Regions from separate parts of the Sus scrofa genome. Here region 1 is linked to region 2. Evidence: chromatin contacts called from public HiChIP or PLAC-seq data. All regions are on one chromosome and are shown on one strand. The core of a region is the stretch at or near the end of the contact, and the rest is flanking DNA. Distances in the headings are between cores, read along the strand shown. Region 1 has its middle 160 kb from the start of PRDM1. Region 2 has its middle 290 kb from the start of PRDM1.

Region 1 (6,342 bases), core at 3,409-5,908, 130 kb before region 2:
AATGTGAGTACAATAATAAGTTAGAATAGGTTATACTCAAGTCAATACTAAAATAAGCAACAGAATCCCATTTGCTTTTAATCTTATTGAACTTAATATTGTTCTACATTATATGCTAAAGTGTGCAGAAAAGTTATAGCCATGTTAAAAATAGATCTGGACCACTATTTTATCTATCCACCAAACATTATTTCTATTTTATTTACCCAAATAAATACATTCATATGCTCTTTATTTCCAGTACAATATCTAATTTATTTATAACAGATCCTCAACAAAATTAAATATCTACTTATGATGATATGATGTAATTTTATTATATTTTTATAAAAAGGGAACAATATCTCCTATGTGATAAAATAAACTCCTGCACTATCTATAATTGGGAGGAATTTAGGTTGTGTCCTAATTAGCTCTCTTGTTTATGTATTTATTTTTGACAAACATGGGCTTTGAATCATAGATTTTAACTAAAGTAAGATAGCCAGAAAAAATAATTAGAGTATGAAAGTTTTAATTGAGTTTGGGTTCTTCCTTTTTTCACAATACAAAAAATCAAGCAGATCTATTGTACACATTTATCACTGAATAGTAATGACAGGCAGAAGAAAATAGAGATAAATAAATCACACAATTGAAAAATATACCTAAAAATTTAACAAATTTTTTTTTTTTTTGTCTTTTGTCTTTTTGTTGTTGTTGTTGCTATTTCTTGGGCTGCTCCCACGGCATATGGAGGTTCCCAGGCTAGGGGTTGAATTGGAGCTGTAGCCACCGGCCTACGCCAGAGCCACAGCAATGCAGGATCCGAGCCGCGTCTGCAACCTACACCACAGCTCACGGCAACGCCGGATCGTTAACCCACTGAGCAAGGGCAGGGACCGAACCCGCAACCTCATGGTTCCTAGTCAGATTCGTTAACCACTGCGCCACGACGGGAACTCCCTTAACAAATATTTTTGTTAATAATTCAACATAATAGCACCCCTAATACACTTGCTAATTATTTCCTGTCTTAGAATGGATATTTGGCTACTACATCGTGTGTTATATGATCCTATGTAAACGACCAATATTTCCAAGGTTAAGAAAAAGTGAGTTCAATACTTTCTTACCCCATTAAAATCTAAACATTCAAAGTGCACAAAGGGAAATAACACGCATTATCTTCTCCTTTTGAACTGGTTTCATCCATCCATCCACCCACACATCTTTTCATCAAATAGATATTCACATGGTCTCTATGCTTTCTTTCCTACAGATGTTATACTAACATTGGGGATACTAAAATAAACAACAATAACAACAACAATGTGATTCTTGCTCTAAATTGCTTTCAGGGGATAATTAATTCAGTGGAACTGAGAGCACTGGGGTAAACTGCACAGAACTTTCCTACCTAATTGGATAAGGGCTCAAATTGAACTTCATTGACCACTGCAGTGAGCTTAGCCGTGTGCCAGATTTTATGCATATATCAGTGTTTCATTTGTAATTCCATAGAAGTCAATGTGTCTGGTGGCTCTGGTGTGCTTTTAATCTCTTAATCTGTTATGACTTAATGTTTTTTTTTTTTTTTAAAGCTTTTACTCTGATAGCAATAGCATTTTTCCTGGTATAAAGTCACGTCATTATTTTCACTCTTTGTAAAAGACCATTTTGTTATTGTTGTTGTAGCATTAAGTTCCTTCTTAGGAATCTTTTAAAAATATACATTCTTTTTTAAAAATATTATTTTCCATTAGGATTTATCATAGGATATTGAATATAGCTCCCTGTGCTATATAATAGGGCCTTGTTTTTTTATCCATTCTATATATAATAGTTTACATTTGCTAACCCCAACCTTCCATTCCACCCCTCCCCCATCCCCCTCCCCCTTAGGCAACCACAAGTCTGTTGTCTATATCCATGAGTCTGTTTCTGTTTTGTAGATGGATTCCTTTGTGTCATATTTTCAATTTCACATATAAGTGATATCATATGGTATTTGTCTTTCTCTTTCTGACTTAATTCACTTAGTTTGATAATCTCTAGTTGCATCCATGTTGCTGCAAATTGCATTATTTCATTCTTTTTAATGGCTGAGTAGTATTCCAATGTGTATATTACCACATTTTTTTTTTTTTCTTTTTGCCTTTTCTAGGGCATATGGAGTTTCCAAGGCTAGGGGTCTAATCAGAACTGTAGCCACCGGCCTATGCCAGAGCCACAGCAATGCGGGATCTGAGCCACATCTGTGACCTACACCACAGCTCACGGCAACGCTGGATCCTTAACCCACTGAGCAAGGCCAGGTATCGAACCCAAAACCTCATTGTTCCTAGTCAGATTTGTTAACCACTGAGCCATGATGGGAGCTCCGATTACCACATCTTCATTCATTTATCTGCCAATGGCCATTTAAGTTGTTCCAATATGTTTGCTGTTGTGAATAGTGCTGCAATGAACATTGGGGTGCATGTATGTCTTTGAATTATAGTTTTGTCTGGATATATGCCCAGGAGTGGGATTGCTGGATCATATAGTAGTTGTATATTTAGTTTTCTGAGGAACCTCCATACTGTTTTCCATAGTGGCTGCACCAACTTATATTCCCACCAAGGTGTAGGAGGGTTCCTTTTGGAGAATGTTCTAATCTATACTCAATAATCCCTAGAATATTCCCTCAGTGGATATTTCACAGCTACTTTTTTCTAAATTACCAGTCCTCTTCCTAATCCACATGGTCTTTGAAGACGTGATGGTTTTAAAATTTATCCACAAGTTATTTTATACTCCTCACCTTTCCTTGAGAGTGAGCTGGACTTAGGAGCTCTTTTCTAATAAACAGAATATGGTAGAATGACTGTGTCACTTAAGAGACTAGGTCATAAAGATATTGTAGCTTTTATTTTGGTTACTCTCTTGTGTCTTTTGCTCTGGGGGGATGTCAGCTGCCATGGCATGACCTAAGGTACACCTGACAAAGAAGCGAGGCCTCCAGCCTACCACCCTGTGAGTTAGCCATCCCAGAGATGGATTTTCCAGCCCCAGTCAAACCTTCAGATGATTTTAGCCCAGGCAGGCATCATGACTACATGTCTCATGAGAGAGCCTGTGCCAGAACAACCAAGCTGAGGTGTTTCTGGATTCTTGCTCCTTATCAACTGTAATACTTGGTGTTTTAAACCACAGGTTTTTGGGTAATTTGTAATACTGCAAAAGATAACTAATACAAAGATTTACCATCTTTTCAGACCATGTTGTTAAGAGACTCAGCTCTAGGGAAGCAGTCTCTATTTAAATTTTTTTGCCCTCATATTACTGATATGGCACCGTTCTTCCTAGCACCCCAGGGAAAAAGTTCTTTCATTTTTATGTACTTCTACTTTGGATCCTTACTCATTTTCTCTAAGATCTTGTCTCAAATTTTCACCTTTATAATCTCTCCTCTCCTTGGCTTCAGTGAACTCTAGTCTCTCCTCTTTTTGATCCTGCTGATTTTCTGGGCTTGTGTATTTGTTTGCAAAATCTTGAAGCCCTATCTATTCTTTTCTTCTCAGTCCTTGCCTGTTGGTTTCTGCCCTTAATGGAGACTTTTTGCTTTGAGATTAATTCCCACTCTCTTTTCCTTATTCCTTCTGTCCTGATTTCTGACATCTTCAGTCCTCAGGATTCCAAGGATGCTGAGAGCTGGCATAACCCTCAGAGACCTCTTGCAGAGTATTACCTGGAGGCCACACAACTTTGGGCATTTGCCTCAGGCCAAAATTAAGCTTCTGACAGAGCCAGGGCTCAGGTTCAGCCTCCTTCACTCTCAGGCCCATATCCTTCTCATTACAACACAAACCATTCCTTGAAACTTTCTCCACCAAAGTCATGAGATGACATCTTCTTAGTTCTTCTTGTTTTTTGTTTTTGTCTTGATCTTGCTTTATCCCCCTTTGTTCATTCCCTTTCCTACTGTGCCTATGCTCTGCGCCTTGTCCTCAGCTTCTCTCTTGTGATCTCACTTACTTACCTGCCACTAGATTGTACCCCTAAACTTTCAGCTCCACTCCTGATTCTTTCATGGACTGAGCAGTCAGCTCATACTGCTGACTGCTCACTGGGCAGCTCCTCTCAGAATTCCTGCTGTTACTCTGATCCTGTGGCCAAATGCTATGCTTCTCTAACTTATCACAGGTACTTCTCCTTTTCTTATTCTTTCGAGTAAATCCTTAGAGCTACCCTATAGCTGCCAAGCCTGTCACTTTTCTTCTTCATCTTTTCATTCTTCATCCCATTCATTCAACAAAAATATACTGTGCATGGTGGTGCCAGAATCAGGCAACCCCAAGGATACACAATCTAGTGAGTCTTTAATCTGTTACTGCTTTGACTTTTTTTTTTTTTTTTTTTTTTAAGGGCCACACCTGTGACATATGGAAGTTCCCAGGCTAGAGTTGAATTGGAGCTGTAGCTGCCAGGCTATGCCACAACCACAGCAATGCCAGATCCAAGCTGCATCCAGGACCTATGCCGCAGCTTGTGGCAATGTCAGGTCCTTAACCCACTGAGTGAAGCCAGGGATCAAACCCATAGCCTCATGGACTCCAGTCAGATTCTTAACCTGCTGAGCCACAGTAGGAACCCCCTGTCTTGACTTTTCTATGACCCAGGTCTTCATCGCCTAAGTGTGGTTTTCTCTGACATTGTATTTAACTTCTCTCTTTGCTTCCTCTTTCTGTCCTATCCATCTATATACTGCTTTCTTCATGTTTTATTTGGTGCTATTACTTCTGTTATCACTACGTCTAGACTCAAATGCTTTGTAACCCATTTGAGCTTTGCTTGTCTGTTTTTTTAGTGACCCTGTTTTCCACGCCAGTTTCCTCTTCTCTATGCCCCTTGCAGCTGTGCTTTCTCACCTCCATTGAGCCTTGCTTGTCTTTTGCTCTTTTGGGTTCTGTCTGAACTTTTCTCTAGTCAAGGCAGAGAGGCTCCAAGGCAATTACTATCAGTGGCTTCTGAGGATTGTTAAGACAGGGAGCTAATATGTGCTGAATAAAAATGACTACTAAAATCTATTGTCAATTCAATGTGCTCTAATTTTTTTTTTACACGGTACTTTTATGACTACTATATAAAACTCCCTTGTGGTGAGGTAGAAAGAAACGGGTGACATCATGGAGGAAAACTGAGCAGACTGTTTGCTTTTCCCATTACACTTGATCAGTCTAAATATCAGTGACTCTTGGGGAGGACTTTGGGGTCTTATGATTTGAGCTAAACAAGATTTCCCCATATTTCACAATCAGTTCTTGATTCAGGATGCTTGGAAGGCAGTGGTCAGTGGGGTCATTAAACAGAAACCAACAAGGTGATCTTTTCCATGAGGAAGGTTCCCTCATGGCTATGACGAATCTTGAGGGTGACTGAACCTCTTTATGAAACCAAACAGGTTTAGAAGTTAGGAAGTGACTAATTCCCTCCACGTGCTGCCTCTCATCTCTTATCTATGGTTGTATCTTATATCAGAGTCATAGATGACTGTGTTTTTTAATTGTTACTGTGAGATGTGGATTCATAATAGAACTGCTAGGCTATCAGAGATTTCTGGATGTACATAAATGGGATATAGAGACGTCAACATTTTCTGGATGAATGGCTCTTCTTTTTGTATCAAATAACAGAGACAATACAGTCACTGCTACTTTGTGATTTTCTGGCCTATTAATTAATTCATTTATCTATTGAAATTTTTTATTTATAGAGCACCTTCTATATTCCTGGTAGGATGCCAAGTGCTGTGGATGTAATGATGAACAAGATAGACAAAGTTTTGGCATCCTCACTGTGGCACAGTGGGTTAAGGATCTGGCAGTGTCTTTGCAGTGGCTCCGGTCACTGTGGAGGCAGAGGTTTGATCCCCAGCCCCTTAATGCAGTGGGTTAAGGATCCAGCATTGCTGCAGCTGTGGTGTAGGTCGCAGCTGTGTCGTAGGTCATAGTTGTGGCTTGGATTCCATCCCTGGCTTGGCAGCTTCCATATCATATGCTATGGGTGAGGCCAAAAAAGAAAAAAAAAATATATATATATATATGGACAGGTCTTAACTCTTTTTTTCATGATTCACAGAGCCACCAGGCCATAAACAATATGAAAATTAGGTATTTCCAATTTTTCTCATTGACTCTCATTGATCCTCTGGTTCCTGCCCACTCCCTTTATCTGTTTTTTTTTCCCACAAAAGGCCTTTCTCAAGTAGCCTAAGCATTAATGGTGGTTTTATGTCTTTCATGGTGAAGGTCAGGGAGAGTGGAGTTGTCACTTGAGCTGGACATCTGGTCTGGTTCATGAACATGAGGCTTCATCTGA
Region 2 (5,694 bases), core at 722-3,221:
CAGACTGGTTCTCTGTAGAGAGAGCCTATCATGGCCTGCTTCCAGACTGGCTAAGATCCCATTTGCAGGCTCACTGATTTTAAAGGTGGTTTCTGCAAGGTAATTCAATCAAATCTTTTTTTTTTTTCTTTTGGGTTGAGTCATTTTTTGATTTTCAAAAGTCACAAACAGCAGAGCGATGCTTTCCAGAGACCTCTTGAGTAACAAGGCCACATTTGTCATACTTGATCAGTTTCTGGTTGAAATGGAGACAATTATTGGGTGTTGGCAGTGTAATCAGCTAGAATAATCTCTTGACCACTGATAACGTCTCTTGGCCTTCTCCATTTCTGAGAAGTGCTGGCCTGACATTTCTGCAGCATATAGAAAAGTCTCTACCTACATGAAGGGCCTGGGTACAGGGCACCATCTTTTCTTCAGTGTGTTTGTATTGCACTGTAAGCCCTCACATCGTGTTGACATAGCGGGTTTAGAAGCATCTCTGGGCATTACTCTGTGATTCTCTAAATTAGTAACTTTTTTTTTTTTTATTATTCATTGGAAATAATGAACTCTGCTCTTATTTCTATCTTTGCTAATAACTTGCCAACCGACCCATGACTTCCTCATGTGGGCACTGGGCTGGCGTGTTGACTTGTGTATGTCCCGCCCTCTGGCGTACAATCTTCTCCCTTCACCCAGAGACCCTGGACCAGCCAAAGGCCTGGGCGAGGGGTTACAAAGCAGCTGGCAGGGCGACCATATGGCATCCCCCATGGATGAAGTTCTCAGGGCTGTCTTAGTGCAGAGTGGGCTATATTTGTCATAGAGAGGGCAAAGGGGAAGCTGTGAGGCCTGATTTCCGACAATATTTCCTCCTTGGTGACATGGGTCACCTTTTCTTCCAATCTAGTCTGAAGTACTCATCAGAACCAGTTCCTTTTGACTTCCAACAAAGTAAAATGGGGCACTGACAGGCTGTTTCTCTGATGCACATATGTTAACTGACAGGGCAAAGAGGATTCTGTGTGTATACGGGGAGGGATCCTCCTTTAATATTCTCCCTTTTGCACCTGTTAGATGAGAGGTGGAAAGGTGGCTGCTGGTGGGCTGAATATGGCTTGTTGATGTGTTCTGTCTACTTAGACTTTAAGGCAAACAAAGAACAAACTTTAAAAAACATTAGAAAATATTTGGATTTACTTCCCAACATTTAAACAGTCAAGATTTTAGCTAAAAACACAGATTCCTGGATTCTGGTGATAATTTCTGGCCACCCTGAGTCCTCTATTTCTGTGATGTTACAAAGAACTGTAGCTCAGAGGTCACTGATTTCATGGTTCAGGCACCCTCCGGGGTGACAGTCTCTGCTTGGCCCATTTTACCCTTTACTTTATCTGCCCGGCCCACTGGAGTCATTTCGGGGTGAGGCCCTTGAACTCAGTTGATCAGTTAAGTTGACTGGCACTTGTACGAGGCACAGGAAAGCCAGATCCAGAGCAGCAACTTCACAGACAACAAGAAGCCCTTTGGGAGTGATGGGAAGTCAGAGGCAGGGGCAGTTCAGGAGGGAGGCCCCACCCCAGGCCCTGAGCTATGGCTACGGTACTGGTCCAGAGCGATGGAGCCCACAGGTACTTGGGATGGAGCCCAGTAGCTCCAGGGCAGGCGGTGCCCCCCAGAAAGGACTGACTTCCTCCTCCTTGGCCTTAGGTCAGCCTCACCAGGCACGTCAAAGTCCAGGTCTCAGCATGACCACTGAGGACCAGCAGGGAAGTCTAGTTAGTCAATTCACCGGTAAGGTAATATTTAACCTTTTATTTCCAACCCTAATGGCTTTGTTGAAATTATCCTCGACCTCTTGAGCTGTTGAAACCCATGAGGGAAGGATGATCCCTCATGACATTTTAGATTCTCATGGTCCTTGTATTGCACAACTGAGATCTCAGCTCTGTCAATATTTTCATGTTCTAATAACTGTAATCAAAGCTGGAGTTGGTCATATGGTAATAAATAACCGCCCATCTGGGACATGGCCTTGTAAAACACAGAACAGGAAACTCCACATCATATGGAAAGTTGTACTTTTAGTTTCATAACTTAACTTTTGCCTAACAAAGATAGTTCTTATCGAAACTGAGCCCCTAAAGCATAAGAAATATATTTAAATATTTTGTGAAAATCCTACCTTTGTACAAAATATTTTCCTATATGTCATCTTTTGAGGGTATTATCATGTTTCTCTGAGAGAGGCAGAGAGGTAAATATTATAACTCGTTGGTATAAAAGGAAATTGGAATTCAGGAAAATTATGTGACTTTGTTCATGTCATATAGTTTGGCACACAGAATCATAATTGGCTCCCAAGGTTTCTGCTTCTGAATCCATAGATTTTCCACCCTCCTTTTGCTGCCTCTGTGTGTCATGGTGTGTGTGTGTGTGTGTGTGTGTATGCCCATATACAAAATGAGATGTATGCCAGTGCAGAAAGGCAAAGTTTATTTTATCTAAAGAGAAATTTCACAATGCTTGGTTTGGAAAATAACAAATGTTTGCCTATAGTCCATGTATGGTACTTTAAGTAAAAATTAGAGAAGTGCTTTATGGAAAATTACAGAAAAATTCCATTCCGCTGAAGAGATAACAGGACAGATACTTTTACAAGCTTATTTTTCTTGCTGGATTCATGGGCCTGTCATAAAATCATGTTTGAATGAACTGCTTATAAGAAAATATCTACGATGAATAACCCTGTACAGGAAATGTTTCCCTAAGTGGTAAATTACACTGGCTGTTCTCTGTATCAAAACTATGCTAAAGAGAACTCACAGTGTCACAACTCTTATTATTTAGGTGGTAATATTACTGCTAGCAAATATGCACACAGTTCCATCGGGTTTCATATTGCACTTAAACCATGCCCTCCCCATCTTCTGTGGTGTTATTTTAAATTATCAAAATGAACTGAAAGCAAGTAGAACACAGTTGCACAGGTTCGTGAGGTGGACAGGGGGTCCCAGGAAGAGGGATGTGTGCCTGCTGCCGCCCCCTTTCTCCTGTGGAGAGCAAGCCGTGCCTCTTCAACTTCCCAACCCACTTCAGACAGGTAGGGGGTCAGCTTTCTTTATCTGTGGTTGTTAGGTTTTTTGGGGTTTTTGTTTGTTTTGGTTTTGGTTTTTTAAAAAATTGTTAATGCGTTAGCAATATATTAAAAGCAAATTACATTTTAATTAAACTTTATTCCTATAGAACTGGTTATAGAAATTCTTCCTGACACCAGAATGTTCATGTTTTCAAACAGGCTTCTTACAGATCTGTAAATATTTAAGCAACTTTAAAGTACTTGGAAAATTACACCAGTGTTCTTTGTTCATACTTTTTCCGATAATCTATAAACTGAGAAGCAGAGCTCAAAAACGTGAATTTAGTTTGCATAATTATTTAAAATAATAATGTCACTATGTAAAATTGTATAATGGAGCACAATAAAAGGTAAAACTTATGTGTAAAAAATCAAGTAATTTTATACTTAAATATTAACATTATGTTATTAGGATTAAATATTTGACCAATTTAAAATATTTTGATAAAATGTTTATAGACTTGCAGAACTTTGGGTGCAGATGGAAACTATGGTGTGTCTGTCAGGAAGATATTATTCTTGTTTAAAAGAAGAGGTACTTAATATAAAAAGTATTTGAAATGCCTGAAGTGTTTGTTTCCAATATTTATTTTGTGAAAACAGGTTTTTAAAAAAACAATTAGATGCCATTTTTATGAGACCTAGTGACCTTTAAGTTTTTACAAAATAAAAATATGATATTTAAAAAAGCCACAAGCATCTCAAAACTTGAAGTTATGTTCTGAATCATTTTGCTTTATGTCAGATATTAACACAAACTTGTAAATGAACCACACTTCAATTAAAAAAAAAACCCTCGAAGTTATTTTCAGGAAAGTATATCATGTATTAGATAACTAGACATTGCATCTTTTAACACAAGGTTGGCTTGACCCACGTAGGAAATAATGGTCACTTACTGTGCCTCCCTCCTTACTAAATTCTGGCTTAGTTTTACCTTTGATGTTGAAATTTCATGTTGGGAAATAAACCACTCAATGTTTAATACTTCTCTTCTCATCTTCTGGAGGCTTTCTGTGATCCTTTCTTCAAATTAAGTCTGCAAAGAAAACTATCACTTCACACAAATCTCCTCATACACATTTTAATACTACCATGTTTAGCATTAATCTTCCCATTGTTTTTTCTTTCTTTTTTTAAAAATGAAAGTATTGTTGATTTACAATGTTGTGCCACTTTCTGCTGTACCACAAAGTTACTCAGTCATACATATATATATGTGTGTGTGTATATGTATATATATATATATATCTTCTTTTTTAAAATATTATTTTCCATCATGATCTATTCCAAGAGATTGGATATATTTCCCTATACTTTACAGTAGGACCTTGCTGTTTAAACATTCTAAATTTAATAGTTTGCATCTACTAACTCCTAACTCCCAGTCCATCCCTCTCCCTCCTCCGTGGCAACCCTAAGTCTATTCTCTATGTCTGTGAGTCTGTTTCTGTTTTGTAGATCAGCTCATTTGTGCCATATTTTACATCCACATATAAGTGATATCATGATATTTGTCTTTTTCTTTCTGACTTATTTCACTTAGTATGATAATCGCTAGTTGCATCCATGCTGATGCAAAGGGCATTCTTTCTTTCTTTTTTAATGGCTGAGTAGTATTCCATTGTATGTATGTACCACAACTTCTTAAGCCATTTATCTGCCAATGGACATTTAGGTTGTTTCCAGGTCTAGGCTATTGTGACTAGTGCTAATACAAACATATGGGTGCAGGTATCTTTGAATTATAGTTTTGTCCAGATATATGCCCAGGAGTGGGATTGCTGGATCTATATATAATTACTGAGGAACCTCTATATTGTTTCCCATAGTGGTAGTACCAATTTACGTTCCCACCAACGATGTAGGAGGGCTCTCTTTTTTCTACATCCTGTCCAACAATTGTTATTTGTAGACTTATTAACGATGGCCATTCTGACCAGTGTGAGGTGGTAACTCATTGTGGTTTTGATTTGCATTTCTTGAATAATTAGCAATGTTGAACATCTTTTCATGTGCCTACCAGTCCTCCATGTCTTCTTTGCAGACAAAGAAGGGTCTATTCTATTTAGGTCTTCTGCCCATTTTTCAGTTGGGTTGTTTGGTTTTTTTGTTGTTGAGTTGAATGAGTGATTTGCATATGTTGGAGATTAAGCCCTTGTAGGTTGCATCATTTGTAACTAGTTTCTCCCATTCTATAGGTTGTCTTTTCATTTTATGATTTCCTTTGTTATACAAAAGCTTGCAAGTTTGATTAGGTCCCACTTGCTTATTTTTTGTTTTTATTTTTATTGCCTTGGGGGACTGACCTACGAAAACATTTTTACAGTTGATGTCAGAATGTCGTGTCTATTCTCTTCTAGGAGTTTTATGGTGCCATGTCTTATGTTTAAGTCTTTAAGCCATTTCAGTTTATTTCCATACATAATGTTAGGGTGTGTTCTAATTTCATCGATTTACCTGCAGCTGTCCAGTTTTCCCAGCACCACTTGCTGAAGAAACTTTTTCCCATTTTATATTCTTGCCTCTTTTGTCAAAGATTAATTGACCATAGGTGTGTGGGTTTATTTCTG

What was found. HiChIP or PLAC-seq counts read pairs in DNA pulled down with a chosen protein or histone mark.
Region 1: a contact with region 2 is called in an H3K27ac HiChIP or PLAC-seq map of alveolar macrophages. The contact joins two enhancer-like sites. A contact is called at or near these places in 2 of 2 datasets of contacts at active chromatin or transcription factors (alveolar macrophages and skeletal muscle).

What each region holds. Positions count from the first base shown.
Region 1 is chr1:72,147,742-72,154,083 of Sscrofa11.1, reverse strand. No RefSeq gene overlaps it. Among named protein-coding and RNA genes, the nearest start is that of PRDM1, 160 kb to the left of the region's middle. Within about 2 kb of position 4,658, at least 1 of the 83 cell types and tissues checked has an H3K27ac peak or open chromatin away from gene starts, as enhancers often do. A contact at or near this core is called in alveolar macrophages, where this site is marked.
Region 2 is chr1:72,016,363-72,022,056 of Sscrofa11.1, reverse strand. It overlaps a transcript of PREP not described here. Among named protein-coding and RNA genes, the nearest start is that of PRDM1, 290 kb to the left of the region's middle. Within about 2 kb of position 1,971, at least 9 of the 83 cell types and tissues checked have an H3K27ac peak or open chromatin away from gene starts, as enhancers often do. A contact at or near this core is called in alveolar macrophages, where this site is marked.